Linked DNA regions of Mus musculus: region 1 is linked to region 2. Evidence: chromatin contacts called from public Hi-C data. All regions are on one chromosome and are shown on one strand. The core of a region is the stretch at or near the end of the contact, and the rest is flanking DNA. Distances in the headings are between cores, read along the strand shown. Region 1 has its middle 27 kb from the start of 5730460C07Rik. Region 2 holds the start of St6galnac3 (ST6 (alpha-N-acetyl-neuraminyl-2,3-beta-galactosyl-1,3)-N-acetylgalactosaminide alpha-2,6-sialyltransferase 3).

The links. Hi-C and Micro-C count contacts between places; a contact is called where the count stands out from the background.
Region 1: a Hi-C map of CD8 T cells shows a contact between it and region 2, with 2.6 times the contacts expected there. The contact joins the enhancer-like site here to the promoter of St6galnac3 in region 2. A contact is called at or near these places in 1 of 39 promoter capture datasets (hippocampal neurons), 19 of 484 Hi-C or Micro-C datasets (CD4 T cells, CD8 T cells, CD8 central memory T cells and 10 more), 8 of 115 datasets of contacts at active chromatin or transcription factors (craniofacial prominence, embryonic hindbrain, embryonic stem cells and 4 more) and 3 of 9 other capture datasets (adipose tissue, liver and pancreatic islet).

What each region holds. Positions count from the first base shown.
Region 1 is chr3:153,761,275-153,767,999 of GRCm38.p6, forward strand. No RefSeq gene overlaps it. Among named protein-coding and RNA genes, the nearest start is that of 5730460C07Rik, 27 kb to the right of the region's middle. Within about 2 kb of position 3,632, at least 44 of the 459 cell types and tissues checked have an H3K27ac peak or open chromatin away from gene starts, as enhancers often do. A contact at or near this core is called in CD8 T cells, CD8 central memory T cells, the G1E-ER4 cell line and 7 more, where this site is marked.
Region 2 is chr3:153,721,059-153,727,399 of GRCm38.p6, forward strand. St6galnac3 (ST6 (alpha-N-acetyl-neuraminyl-2,3-beta-galactosyl-1,3)-N-acetylgalactosaminide alpha-2,6-sialyltransferase 3) reads right to left here and starts at 4,075. Exons shown (of 5, transcript NM_011372.2): 1 at 3,987-4,075. The coding sequence starts at 4,004.

The DNA of each region.
Region 1 (6,725 bases), core at 2,382-4,881, 40 kb after region 2:
ATCAGCCAGAACACCGCGAAGTTCTTTGGCACGTTTCTCTCTGTGAAGTGAAGACCAGCGAAGCATTGCACGGTGGCATCAAATGCCAGAGCATCCTCTCACTGTTTGTGGGGTTCCGTTTATCCTCTTTCCAAACACCACACACCCTGTCACGCATCGGCTCAAGCAAAGCAGCCTCTCAACAAGACAGCTTCCAGAAAAACATCACGTGGCCCAGCTGAGTTTCCAGCGAAACCAGAAATCTCCACTTCAACGAACCCTTCCCTTCTCCAGGCGCTTCACCGAAGCCACTGGAGAGTTACTAATACAGGTGAGGTTAGACGAAAGTCAGGAGGCTGCAGCAGAGCGGGCTACACTTGGGCCTCTTCCCACTCGGAGAGAGTCATGCTTTATTTTCTCTTACTTCCCTGACTCCCTTGGCCCCTGTCCCTTATTCAAACTTTAAAACACAGAAATGTACTTTAAAATTCCCTCCTTTACAGGTGTGGGGAGATTGCATGGCCGGTAGGAGCAATTGCTACACAATCGCAAAGACTAGAATTTGAATCCAGCACCCGAATATCGAGCCAGCAAAGGCCCTGAAACTCCAGCTCTGAGGAAGCCAGTGTCCCTTCTGGCCTCTGTGTGTGCACAGGCACATACATCCGCACACACATGTGTGCTCACACTCACAGATGTGTACACACACACACATACATACATACATACATACACACATACACATACATACACACACACACACATAGATCTTTTAAGAAAGTGCTTCAGGAAATGAGATAAATGTGTCCAGGCTGCATCCTGTTGGCTGTCTGCATTCTGCCGCCTCCCAAGGCACATTTCTCACTCACTATAAAAACACCCAGCCATTCTCTCCTTCCCCAACCCTACTGCAAACAACACTCTAGGAGGAGTGGAGCTGCCTGTGAATTGGTAGACTTTCACATAAACATAAATATGATTTATAGAAGGAAGAACCAAAAACATAGAAAATATAATGAAACATTTTGAAGAGGAGGCAGCTGGGGAGCTGGGAGACAGACCACGACTTGGGGGTCAGCTTGAAGTTGAAAGTCCTGTGAAAAGATGTGTACTACACAACCTCAACAAGGAGTGTCTTATCTAGAATCATGCTGTGCATGAAGGAGACCTTTAATAATAAATTGCTTGACCAAGGATAAAATGAGTGGCAGAGAAAACCTAAATGAAGAGAGGTATAAATTAGAACTGCTTGAATTTTTTGAGTCCAATGAAGGTTTGACTTCTTTTTTCACTTACTGGTCTGTGAGAATCCAAGAGTGTAGTACTGTTACTTTCAGTGCTGGGATTAGAACCAGGTTTGTGGCTGCCAAGGATGAGCAGCTCTGCAACAGACATGCTCTCTGTGTATGCAAAAGTCTCCCCAGGAAGGCCACAGCACTCAGAGAGAGCGAGTGAGTCAGAACTGTCAAACGCTCCTTTTTACGGGATCCGGAGGTCAGCTCCAGAGCTCCGGATGGACTGTGTGGAAGCTGAAGCACCCCTGAAGCACACTGAAGCCATGGGAAGACGTGACTGTGCTGAGAGGGATTCGTGCTTGGAGGGACAGTGGGCTAGCATCTGTGTCCCCAGTGCTGAGCTAGGTGCCAAGTGTCATGGGAAATGTGGTCAGAGAATAACAATGACGGTGCTCCCTTTAAGCTGCTAGGGGCAGGTCACTGTGCCTCCCCTCCTGGAAGGCATCACCTGATCAGGACAGCAGCAGGAACTCAATGTCACCTGCTCACTCTGGGCTTTCAGTGGCGTGCAAGGTGAGGAGCACTCTCCCCCTTGAATGTGCTTTTATCTTGGAGCTTCTCTCCTTGACATGGGAACGCTAATGAACGCCACAGCACACATGATAGGACCACATACACGAGGACACAATTGATGCAAGCCAGGTGAGGATGCTGCTCAATGTTTTGCTTCCAACCAGGCAAAGGAGATTGTCTGGAAGTAGCTTTGAAACTGGCCTGCAAAAGGAGAACATAAGAGATGGAGGGACAGAAGGCCTAGCGGACGGGACATGAGGCCATAGGTCTCCTGATTGTCCCTCAGCTACTCCCTGCCTTGTCCTGTGGACACCAGAACAACCAAACTTTCATTATTTATGAAGCAGGTTCAAGATGAGTTTTTATTTTCATCGCTAACTAAAATGTTTGGAACTTACACGCTTAGCAGGTTTAGAGTGTTTAATGAAAATAAGCAAGGGTCCTAACTAAACCAAAGAACTGTTTTCTAAGTCTGGAGGCAGTTAATATGTCACAACAAAACCCATTATATGGGTGGTTAATAATTACTAATAAAAACATTACAGAGAAAACAGACCCTGGAAACCAATCAAATCATTCTGGTCCCAAGCTTTCCCTACATTTGTTGAGCAGCTTTGGGTCGCTGCTGTGGGGCTGTGGTTTCAGTGGATACCATGCTGCAAAGCTGCAGCTTGGATTAGAGGAAGCATGGAGGAAAACAGCCTGAGCTTGCCACAGGTCTAGGCACATTCCTCAGTCAGAAGGACAGATTGCAGCCATCTGGATGAACTTCGAAAGTGCCCAGACTAGAGTCAGCAGAATTATCTTGTCACGCACACAAGTCCTGGTAGAGAAACTTATGTCACCTCCTTATGGAGTGGCTGTGAAATTGTTTTCTTACAAGAGAATCAAAGAAGAAGAAATGAGGGTTCAGAGGTAGTTATGCCTTCTCTGAAAATGTCCACTTAACAGGTGTCTTGACATGTCAGCTGGACACATTAACCGGACTTTATAGTGGACTAAATTCTATGTTTAGGCAGAGAGGGTGGCATCAAGAAAGGTTCCTCAGATCTGCCATCCCAACACCAACACCTGGAGGTGGAGGCAGAAGGATTGCCGTGAATTCAAGGAAGGCCAGCCTGGGCTACACAGTGAGTTCCAGATCAGGCTGAGCTGCAGAGTGGGGCAATGTCTCAAAGCGAAAGTTAAGAGAAGTACTGTGATGTTGCAGGAAAACTGGAAAATGACTCTTAAGCACTGTGGACAAAGCACTCGTGGGTGACCTTCTCACTATACTTGGGGAAAGTACCTATGTGTGAAGGTGACGCTGTGTTCTTTGGATTCATGATTGTATTTTATAAAAACTCTGACAAACAGTAGCTTTAAAGGCATCAGTGGATCATTTAAAGAAAGACTAAAGCTCACCTGGGCCATCTCACACTGTGGCCAAGAGAAAACTCCACAACCGTCACTAAGTGGAACTTCTCAAGTGCTGAGTGGAACCTTGCTTGTGTCCCAGCTGCCTGGAGAAAACTGGCGTCTTAGTTGGTTTCAACTTTTATTGTTTTGGATCATATTTCTCCCTATCCCTTCTCCCCCACCTCCTAACTACACACAATATTTTGAGACTGCCTTGAATTTGTAGGTAGTTTTTGGATCAAATAGCATGAGGAGATTGGGGACCCTCAAAAATGTGAGGTTCCTACTTGCTTTGGAAAGTCAAAAGTGTGAAGTTGAAAAGAAAAAAAAAAAAACATCGAAAAAACCAAAACCACAAAAAGTACTGCTGACTTGAATACTCAGCAAACAAACAGTGCACTGCAGCTGGAAACCGCATGACCTTTCTCCTGGTTTGTCAGGTCCTCTGTTCATGACCCCGTGGAAAATCAGACAAAACAAAACAAAAAACAGCTGGGGTGAGAAGGGAAGGAGGGTCTTCTGACCAGGGACTTCCCAGGGAACAAAGCTATCATGTCTGTGTGCTGCCACACTCTGACCCCCCACCCCTGCTAGGCTCAACAACTGCAACATTGTATCTCCGCTCTGCACCTGCCCTTTACCCTACTCCATCACAAGTACCAAAATACGTATTTCCTTTGAATATATGATAAGAATGCAATTTTATCTGTTGTTTTTTGAGACCTGTCATTCATTGAATATATGTGTTTTCTTCTCCCAGAAGGGACACATCTCCCTATTAAAACTTAGGTTTTAAGCCCCAGATAATGTCAGAAGCACCCCACCATCATAAGGGTCTTGCAAGACATTTTCTTTGTCCTGTACATGTGTCACTGGTGAAGATAAGTGATACCACAGAGACAGTTCTTATTGTTGTCAGATAAGTTCTCATTATGTAACCCAGGCTGGTCTCATGATCCTCCTGCTGCAGTCTTCTGAGGCTGGGTTGATAGGTCTGTGACCATGCCTAGCTGATGTGATGTTTTTAATAGTACCCTTTGGTTTCAAAAAAGACAAATCACTTAAAAAATTAGATGAGCCAACTGAAGTGACATCAGTGGAAGATTGCCCAGCATGGCATGATGTGCCTCTCTAAGGTCACAGCAAAGGAAATGGGGTTGTAGATCGCCCCAGACACACGTTATTGCATCAGGACCCTCTAAGTGTCCACTAGTCTAGCTTAACTCAGCAGCAGGAATGTAATTTACTTATCCACATCTTGAAATATTAAGAAATTTTTGCAAAAGTTGAAATTTCAAAACTGATCTTGAGTATTTCATATATTTTACTGTCAAATACCCTACTCTAAGCATTTGTGGTTTTGAGGCAGTATCTCACTACATAGCTCATCTGACCTGGAACTTTTGATACAGAGCAGATTGGCTCTGAACTCACAGAGATCTGCCTGCCTATGGCTCTCAAGTGCAGAGACTAGAAGCACAAGCCACTGCATCATGTCCAAACTACACACCACCTGCATGCATGTACACACACACACACACACACACAAACAAACAAACAAAACAAATATTTTTAAAGGTGATTTGAACCTCCCCCCACAGCTTTGCAGCAAGGTCAGAGGTCACGCCTCCCTTTCTGGCCTAGGAGTCTCAGCAGGCAATTCCTCTGCTCTCCTCGTTGCTCAGCAGGCATCTGGTTCCCAGCCTGAGCACTGTCCATATGTTTGTCTAACAGACACATGAAAGAGTTAGCCTAACTGATACCACTGACTCTAAGGGATTTCTGCTCAGCCGTCGGCTCCTCTGAGAGGAAACGCAGAGTTGAGCCTGTGAGTTGAAGATGAGCATACCTTCACTTGAGACTCTACACAAACAGCGTACAGCCAACACCATCTCCTGGCAACGTCAGCAACATTTAGACCAGGAAAATGATGGAGATAGTTGATTATAGATACAAAATGCAAAGTGGAAGTTACAGCTCCACCAACTCCAACTCCCAGAACAGTCCACAGAGTAGAAAACAAAGGTGGAAGATGCCCTAAAGCGCAAAGGAAAGATCAGAACCGGCACGGCCTTCTTCCATGACAAAGCCTGCCTATTACAGATTAGGATGCTGGGGCTCAAACCTGGGCCTTACACATGTTAGACAAGCATCTTCCCCAGAGCTCAAACCCAAGCCTCTGATTCCTTTTATAAACAACACTGAAGATGACAATCAGCACTGCACAGAACAGGTATCAAGAGGCACACAGGTTTCAAGTTAGGTAGTGGACTAGGGGCTGCCTCTGTGAGAGCTGCTGAGGAGAAACTCAGAGTCAAGAACATATTCATGTGCTGTGGGGATGGCTCAACAGTTAAAAGCACTGATTCCTCCAGAGGACCCAGGTTCACTACCTGACACCCACACAGCATAGCAACCTACCCCTGTCTGTATTCCAGTTCTGGGGATCTAACACCCTCTTCTGGCCTCTGTGGGTGGTGAATAGACACACACGCAGGCAAAACATCCATACACAGAAATTGAAGACAACAGACTTCATCCCAAAGACAGAAGCAGAGGAACTTTAGAAATCCACAAAGTACAAGGATTGGGGGAAGTAGAAGAGAAGAGACTGCGACATGGAGAAGCAGCCTTCGTGCACAGTCCCTGCTGGCCCCTGGCAGTTTCTGAAAAATAAAGCAGAGGAGAGCTTGCAGCCCCACCCCAGGATAAGCCCTCCATGCCCAGGAACCTCAAGTCTATGTATTGGTTTCGGTGAGACAATGTTTCTGAAGGACTGCCAGGGTCAGCCACAGGACAGGAGTTTTATTGTCATGTTTTGTGACTCAGAGCAGTGGGCAGACATTATATTAGCAGAAAGTCCTTTGGGAATAACAGAGCTACCTCAGAAAATGACATCAAAAAATGTCTCCAGGTCAGGGAGTCACAGGTTGGTCTTCCACAACCCCTGCATGAGGAAAAGCCCAAAGAGACATCTGTGGAGAGCAAGAAGCTCTTCAACAATGTCCAGCAGAAGTATACAGGTGTCAGGACTGAGAAGGCTAGCTCAGAATGGAAAGTGCATGAACAGGGACAGAGCTCAACTAAGAATGGCCTGATATCAGAGTTTGATAGCCTGAGCCTTCACAAAATCATTTTACATGGATTAAAGACATGAATATAAAATCTGAGACTTTGAGACTGCTAGAGGAAAACATAGGCAAAACACGACAAGACGTGGGCATGGGCATGGGCATGGGCATGGGCAAGGGCTTTCTGGAGCGAATTCAACCAGCGCAGGAAAGACTCCCAGGAACTGACAAATGCATGAAATTAAGGAGCTTCTGTACAGTGAGAACAACAGCCAGCGTGAAGCAGCATGCTAGGGTCGGGTGAAGCATCTGTACCAACTACCTGTCAGACATGGGATTAGTAAGTAAGACATGAATAACTACAGAAATTAAATCCACAAGTGGGCTAATGAACTAAGCAGACTGTTCTCAAAAGAAGAAAAACAAGTAGTCAATATGTCCCTGGGAAAGTATTTACCACATTAGCCAT
Region 2 (6,341 bases), core at 2,825-5,324:
GATGCAGAAGAGCAGCCTAATGAAGGCAGGAAATGCACCCACTAGACTGAGGATGTCGCTTCCTGCAGAAAAACCAGCACACAGATATTCTCACTTCCCCTCACAATGACCTTTTCAGAGATGCAGGGTCACCCCATATTTTGGAAAATGGGGCAGTAATAAATTAAAAATTAAAAAAGAACTTTCTGTGGTTCAATCAGTAAGTGGTAGAGACATAATTAAACCACTCGTGTCTGTGTTTGGTGCCTTTGCAATGTAAAACAGGAATATGGATTCCACAATCTAAGTGACTCTTAGGAACCCAGTTCCGTGAGGAGAATGGATTCCACTCAGATGGGCCCTCAGCATGCACAGTGTCTCCACAGATCATCTCAGTGTTCCCAAAAGATCACCATCAGCTGCTGGGTCTCAGCTTTTCCTCTTAGAGATTCCGTTCCTATATGGGCAGCCGTGAGAACACGGTGGTGCTCTCCTAGGTAGGAAGGATGACGCAATCTCCTTGGATAAGAAGGGCTTTGCCCACAATTGTTACGTTTCTAAAACACGAGCTCCCTCGTGCTAGATCCTATTCGGCTCCGACAGTCAGTGAGAAGTGGACTTGGCTGTGCCCTGGCGGGGTCTGTTACAGTAAACCTCCATGCTTCGCCACGCCTTTCAAAAAACCCTGGCTAGTTTACTCTTCACAAAGTAGGGTAAGCAATACTCTTCTGCAAAGCGCTCATTTGAAAAACACGCCTCCCTCGTGCCAGGAAGAAAGCATTCTCATCGTTAGAGGGACAAGACCCAGATAAACACACCCAAACAAAACTCGCTCCTCATGGCTTTCCCTGCCATTTCCCGGCACTCGGAACATATAGCCCAAACCCCTTTCCTGTCTTACCGAATTTTCATAATATGTCACTCTTTGGTAAAATGGAATATTAACCTTCAGACCCAATAACCCCTTATCTTAGTTTTCTTTCTATTGCTGTGATAAAACACTGTGACCAAAAGCAACTTAAAGGAGGAAAGGAGTGATTTCGTTTTATAGTTTCTAGTCTGTCATTGAAGTCAGAGCAAGAATTCAAGGCAGGAACCTGGAGGCAGGAACTAAATGGGTCACTGGGGAATACTGCTTTCTGGCTTGCTCATCCATGGCCTGCTTACCCATGGTTGCTTTCCTATACCACCTAGGATCATCTGCCCAGAGGTAGCACCATCCACAACGGGATAAGCCCTTCCACATTAAACACCAAATGAGAAAACGTCTCACAGAGTTGCCTAAAGGCCAATCGAATGGAGGCTTTTTCTCAAGGGAGGCTCAAATGGGATACCCTGGCTTGTGTCAAGTTCACAAAAAACTAATCAGAACACCCCTTCTATGAGTATTTCATACACAGAAATACAGACAAACACGCACGGAAGACATAAATTATGTGTGTTATATGTGTGTGTATGTATAATTTATCTATATAAGTTGCACACATACATAAATACACAGGAGGCATACATATATGTACATTCACAGACGACATGAATATCAGATAAAATACAAATACTACATATGCTGTTCCCCTACTAATCTGCCCCCTGAAGGTTTGATCATAGGGCCAGGCTGTTTCCAATACTTAACTAGGTTCAGGGCTTTGCAAAAATATATATATATATTTCGTTAAAACAATGAGAAGTCTATCGTTTTCTATTTGCTACAACACTGTTAAAACCAATTATAGTAATTATACACATTTCTCACACTTAGGAAGAAGAGCGGCCAAAATCAAATGCAAAGGCCGAGCTTGTGCAGAATGCGTACCTTCTGTTCAGAACGTGGGCCCCATACTCCACCACGCGTAGCTTTATAAAGATGGCACAGGCTACAGGATCCTCAGGGACCATCTAGGACCAAGTAGGTACAGCCTGCACGCAGCAGGCTACCAGTAGCCCAGAACGGCCATGAAAGTGATCTGGGCATGAACGTGACCCAGTACATTTACAGACCACAACATCATGTTGCACAAAGTCACCACTAAAAGAGTAAAAGGAAAAAAAATTTTTAAATGCACCCCATTGCTTATAGGTGGCAGAGATTGAATAGTATAAGGACTCTCGGAGTCACCCCTAAAACAGTTTTAAAGTGTGAAGACAGCTTAAGATGGGGGGCTGGAATCCAGGTTCACTCTGTCCTTAACTTGGAGTTTAGGAAACTCAAGACTCTTTCCCTTAAAAGTGGAGTTGCAAACAAGCACTGTGGCCCTTCAGGGCTTACGAGGGAGCCAAAGTTATATCCTATGGAAAGACTGGGGGTTCAGAATGATGTAACTAACTCATCATTACTAAACATCAGGAAAGCAGTGGCTTTACACACCTGTATCCCTAAGTCCTTCTTGCCCCATCTCCGTAGCAACCTGACAGACTTTGTGTGACTATTTTGATCTTATGTTGAACAACTTAGTATTCAGAGTCGTGTAACTTGTCCAAGGCCACACAGGTGACCGGAGGCGGAGCCAGAATTCTGATGAATTTGCTTAATCTTTATTCATCTTGATTCATGGTTAGGGTTTGAAGGCAAGTAAGGAGGGGCTCCTCTGTGTGAGGGATGACAGGTGAGATCTATGTGTGCCCTTGGATCTGCACTAGAGATGCCTCGAGGGATCTGGGGATATAGCCCTGTGACCAGACAGGACCTTGGCATTTGTAAAAGTCCAATCAGCAGCACCACTCCAGAGCAAGCACACTCACACAGACAGAAGATGCATGACAGGGGAAAAACCAATAGAGGAAGACATGACCAACAACAGGACATGGCAGGCGCCTTGATTTCCTTTTAGCAAATGACACAAATAAATAGAGACGATGTGGTGACCTAGTTCCAGTTCCTGTGAGTTCAAGTTGCATTCTGTGATACCAATGGATTATTTCCTCCTAACTTTGCCACCCTTGGGGAAAAAAAAAGAAAAGAAAAGGCGTGGAAAGTGTTCCAAAACAAACGGCAAGCTCAGGAAAGTCACAATAAGGGTCTGCTGCCTCGCTTCATGAGAGGGAAGGATGACTGGTACAACTTCAACAGCAGCCCAAGACTATATTAAGTGCTACGACACACAAGACTGTTCTGTGTGGCCCTTGGTCACACAGCACCTTCTCGGGGCTGGAAACCGAACACCTTAGTTTTCTCTCCGGGATGGGAAACCTTCATGCTGCTCAAGTTTGGATCCACGGAGTCAGACTGGGCAACTGAATAAGGACAGCGAGGAAAAACCAGAACAGGCTAGGGAGTGAACTTTCTCGGTGAGTTGGAAACAAGTCTTCCCAGAAAAGGTCCTCACCAAGTAGGTCCACGCAAAGCCTTCAAGCCTGTGGCTAAGGAGTCACTAAGAACATGGAATGTACCAAGGCTTGAAAGAACTCAGCAAAATAGGGCTGGACTCTGGGTAGATACTGTCTGTTCACATGTGAGCCTAAGGAAGTCCAACATTCTACCTATGTCCATCTAATGAACTTTTCCAACTTAAGTCCCGGCACCTGGAGCTAGTTCCCCAGAAAACTCATCCCTACAGGGCTACCTGTAGACCTAGAAGTTTATGTGTTCCCGGGAGCAAAGGCTGCGGGCTCTCTGCACCCTCTCCTCCTCCTCTCAAACGCTGTGCCCCTCACCCATGCTGGGCCACTCCTTTTCAGCCCATGGCCCCCCACAGGCCGCGGGCTGCCCTGACCCAAGTCTCGGAGCACCCTCTGCTCCGCCTGCTATACCCATCATTCGGCACGCCGCCGCGCGCTCCCTGCCCAGCTCCTTCCAGACAGGAGCCAGCCGGCAGCAGTGCAGGCAAGGAGTCTGTGCCCAACGCACATTACATAGTCTCCCACCCAGATGCCTTGGCCAAAGGAACAAAAAGGAAGCCGACGCCAGGAAGAGACGGGCGGGCTGAGGATGCGGCGGGACCGCGGCGGGCTCCACGCCTCGGCGCACCCAGCAGGCGGAGCTCGCATGCGGCCCACCGCCGAGCTGTTACCTTGAGGATGCAGGCCATGGCGCTATGGATCGACCCTGTGGCTCGCTGCACCTCGGCCCCGCAGCTGGACCACTCCAGCCCACATTCCCGCAGAGCGAGCCGGGCCGCGGGAGCTGCGCGCTCAGGCCCCACCCCCGAGCCCCGCCACTGGCTGGCGCCACACGAGGCCCCGCCCCTAGTCACGTGCCCTCCGTGCAGCCCGCAACTGCTTGCTACTCCACCGCTGCTACTACTTCACCTTTTTTTCCAAACCCTTCTGCAGATGGAGGTATGTAAAGCCCGGCTTGCAGCAGACCCAGATCTGCTTAACCTGAGGACAGAAGGTGGCCCTTCCAGCTGCACTCGCCCATCAGAGAACCCACAGATGTGCCACTTTCCAAAAAGTTAGCTTTGTTTGGCACCATTCCGATGCAGGCATGGGGCCCATCACAGGATTCTTCGAAAGCAGCTGGAAGTGCCCAGGGCTAGCCCTTGGGCACTGCAGAATTCTGTGGTGTGCGTCTCTTGTTATGATTGATCGTCTGTCAACCTGAAAACACAAACAACTAGAGATGCTGAAAGATTGAACACTCTTGGTCTTCAAAAAAGAAGCCACAATCTTCACACAATGTGACATTGTGCACAGCATGTGTAGCATATGGGCACATAAACATATGCAGCTGTGACTGTTGTATTCTGTTGCAAGTTCGTAAAATGCTTATGTACACAATGTATAAAGATAATGTTCATGTGTGTACACCTATGTACAGAGTATGATGCACAGGACTTTGCTACTCACTACTACTATCTTGGAATTTAGAGAACTCAGTTAAAATTTCAACAACCAAGTTACATATTAGCTTTTCCTCTTAAGTCTGGACATCTAGGAAGGTCCTGACCTCCACCATGAACTGTCCTGTGTTAAAGAGCAGTGCAGATTTACCCAAGAGGTGACATGGGCAAACTGGAACCTGGTCCTCTCTGGGTCCTTAATGGACTCTGTGTGTCCCAAACCAGACCTGCTAAGAGAACAATCATTTCTACAAGAAGAGGTTATGCCCAGAGAGAGGAAAGGTCTGTAGATACACAAATTCCTGCTGTCTAGAAGTCACACAAGTCTTTAAATTACTCCCCAAAACATCTACCTTAAAGTCATCTCCCTCGCAGATTAGCTGGCCTGCACAGCATCAGGGAAAGCATGTGATCTGAGAGTGACCGAGGGTCATGAGATGGCTCCCACACCAACAGACAGGAATTGCTCAGGACATTCAACAGGAGAAATCACAGGGAAGATACTGAAAAGACTAGAGTCCTATTCAAACTGCCTGTTCCCAGGCAAGCTCTGTCTGTCTCCAGGGTGACTAAACTCTTCTCTGTTGCCACTTCCTCCCACCCCTCCCTCTGCCTTCAAGGCACATGTATTTTATAAGTATGGTTTGGTAAAGATCGCATACTTCAAACTGCAGCTTTAATAAATGGTCTTAGCAGGTGTACTGGCTAGTTTCATGTCAACTTGACACAAACTAGACTCGCTGGAGAGACGGGAGACTCAACTGAAAAGCAAATGACTCCAGAAGAAGTAGGCTGTAGGAAAACCTGTAGGGCATGTTCTTATTTAGTGATTTATGTGGAGGGCCAGCCCATTGTGGGTGGGACCACCCCGGGCTGGTGGTCCTGGGTTCTATAAGAAAGCAGACCTAGCAAGCCATGAGGAGCAAGCTAGTAAGCAACACCCCTTCAAGGCATCTGCATCAGCCCCTGCCCCCAGGTTCCTGTCCTCTCCTCAAGTTGCTTTCAGGCATGGTGTTCCATCATAGCAAGAGTAACCTTAAGTGGGACAGCAGGCCAGGAAAACTCAGCACACTTGTTTATTTCTTTGCAGCAGGACACTCATGTCACCAGGTGAACAACTTCTACCAAGTGGCCCCGAAGGTTGTCCCCAAGCTTGGGTTGTCAGGCTTGGGACAAGTGTCTTTGCACACTTGTTATCTCCTAGACCCCACATTCATTCATTCATTCATCCATTCATTCATTCATTCATTCATTCATTCATGTCAGTTTTTATTAATCTGATTAGCTGAAGGGAAAAATCTTTAAGTTTCTATAGGACCTGTCAGCAATAAGAGATTGGTTTCTGTGATCTGTGATCTCAGGACAAGATCCTAAATCACAGTAAAGAGGAAAAGATAAGAGACACATAACACAGTAGAGGCCTTCCCCACCAGGGAGCAAGCTGCTAACAATGAAGAAACATCAGCATACACACAAGGTACCATTGTATGGGTTAAATAGGCTATATTTAGGAATATATGTATATACATATATGCATGTAACAACAATTAGGTTTCAAAAAGAGGTCATGAATTTGAAGAACAG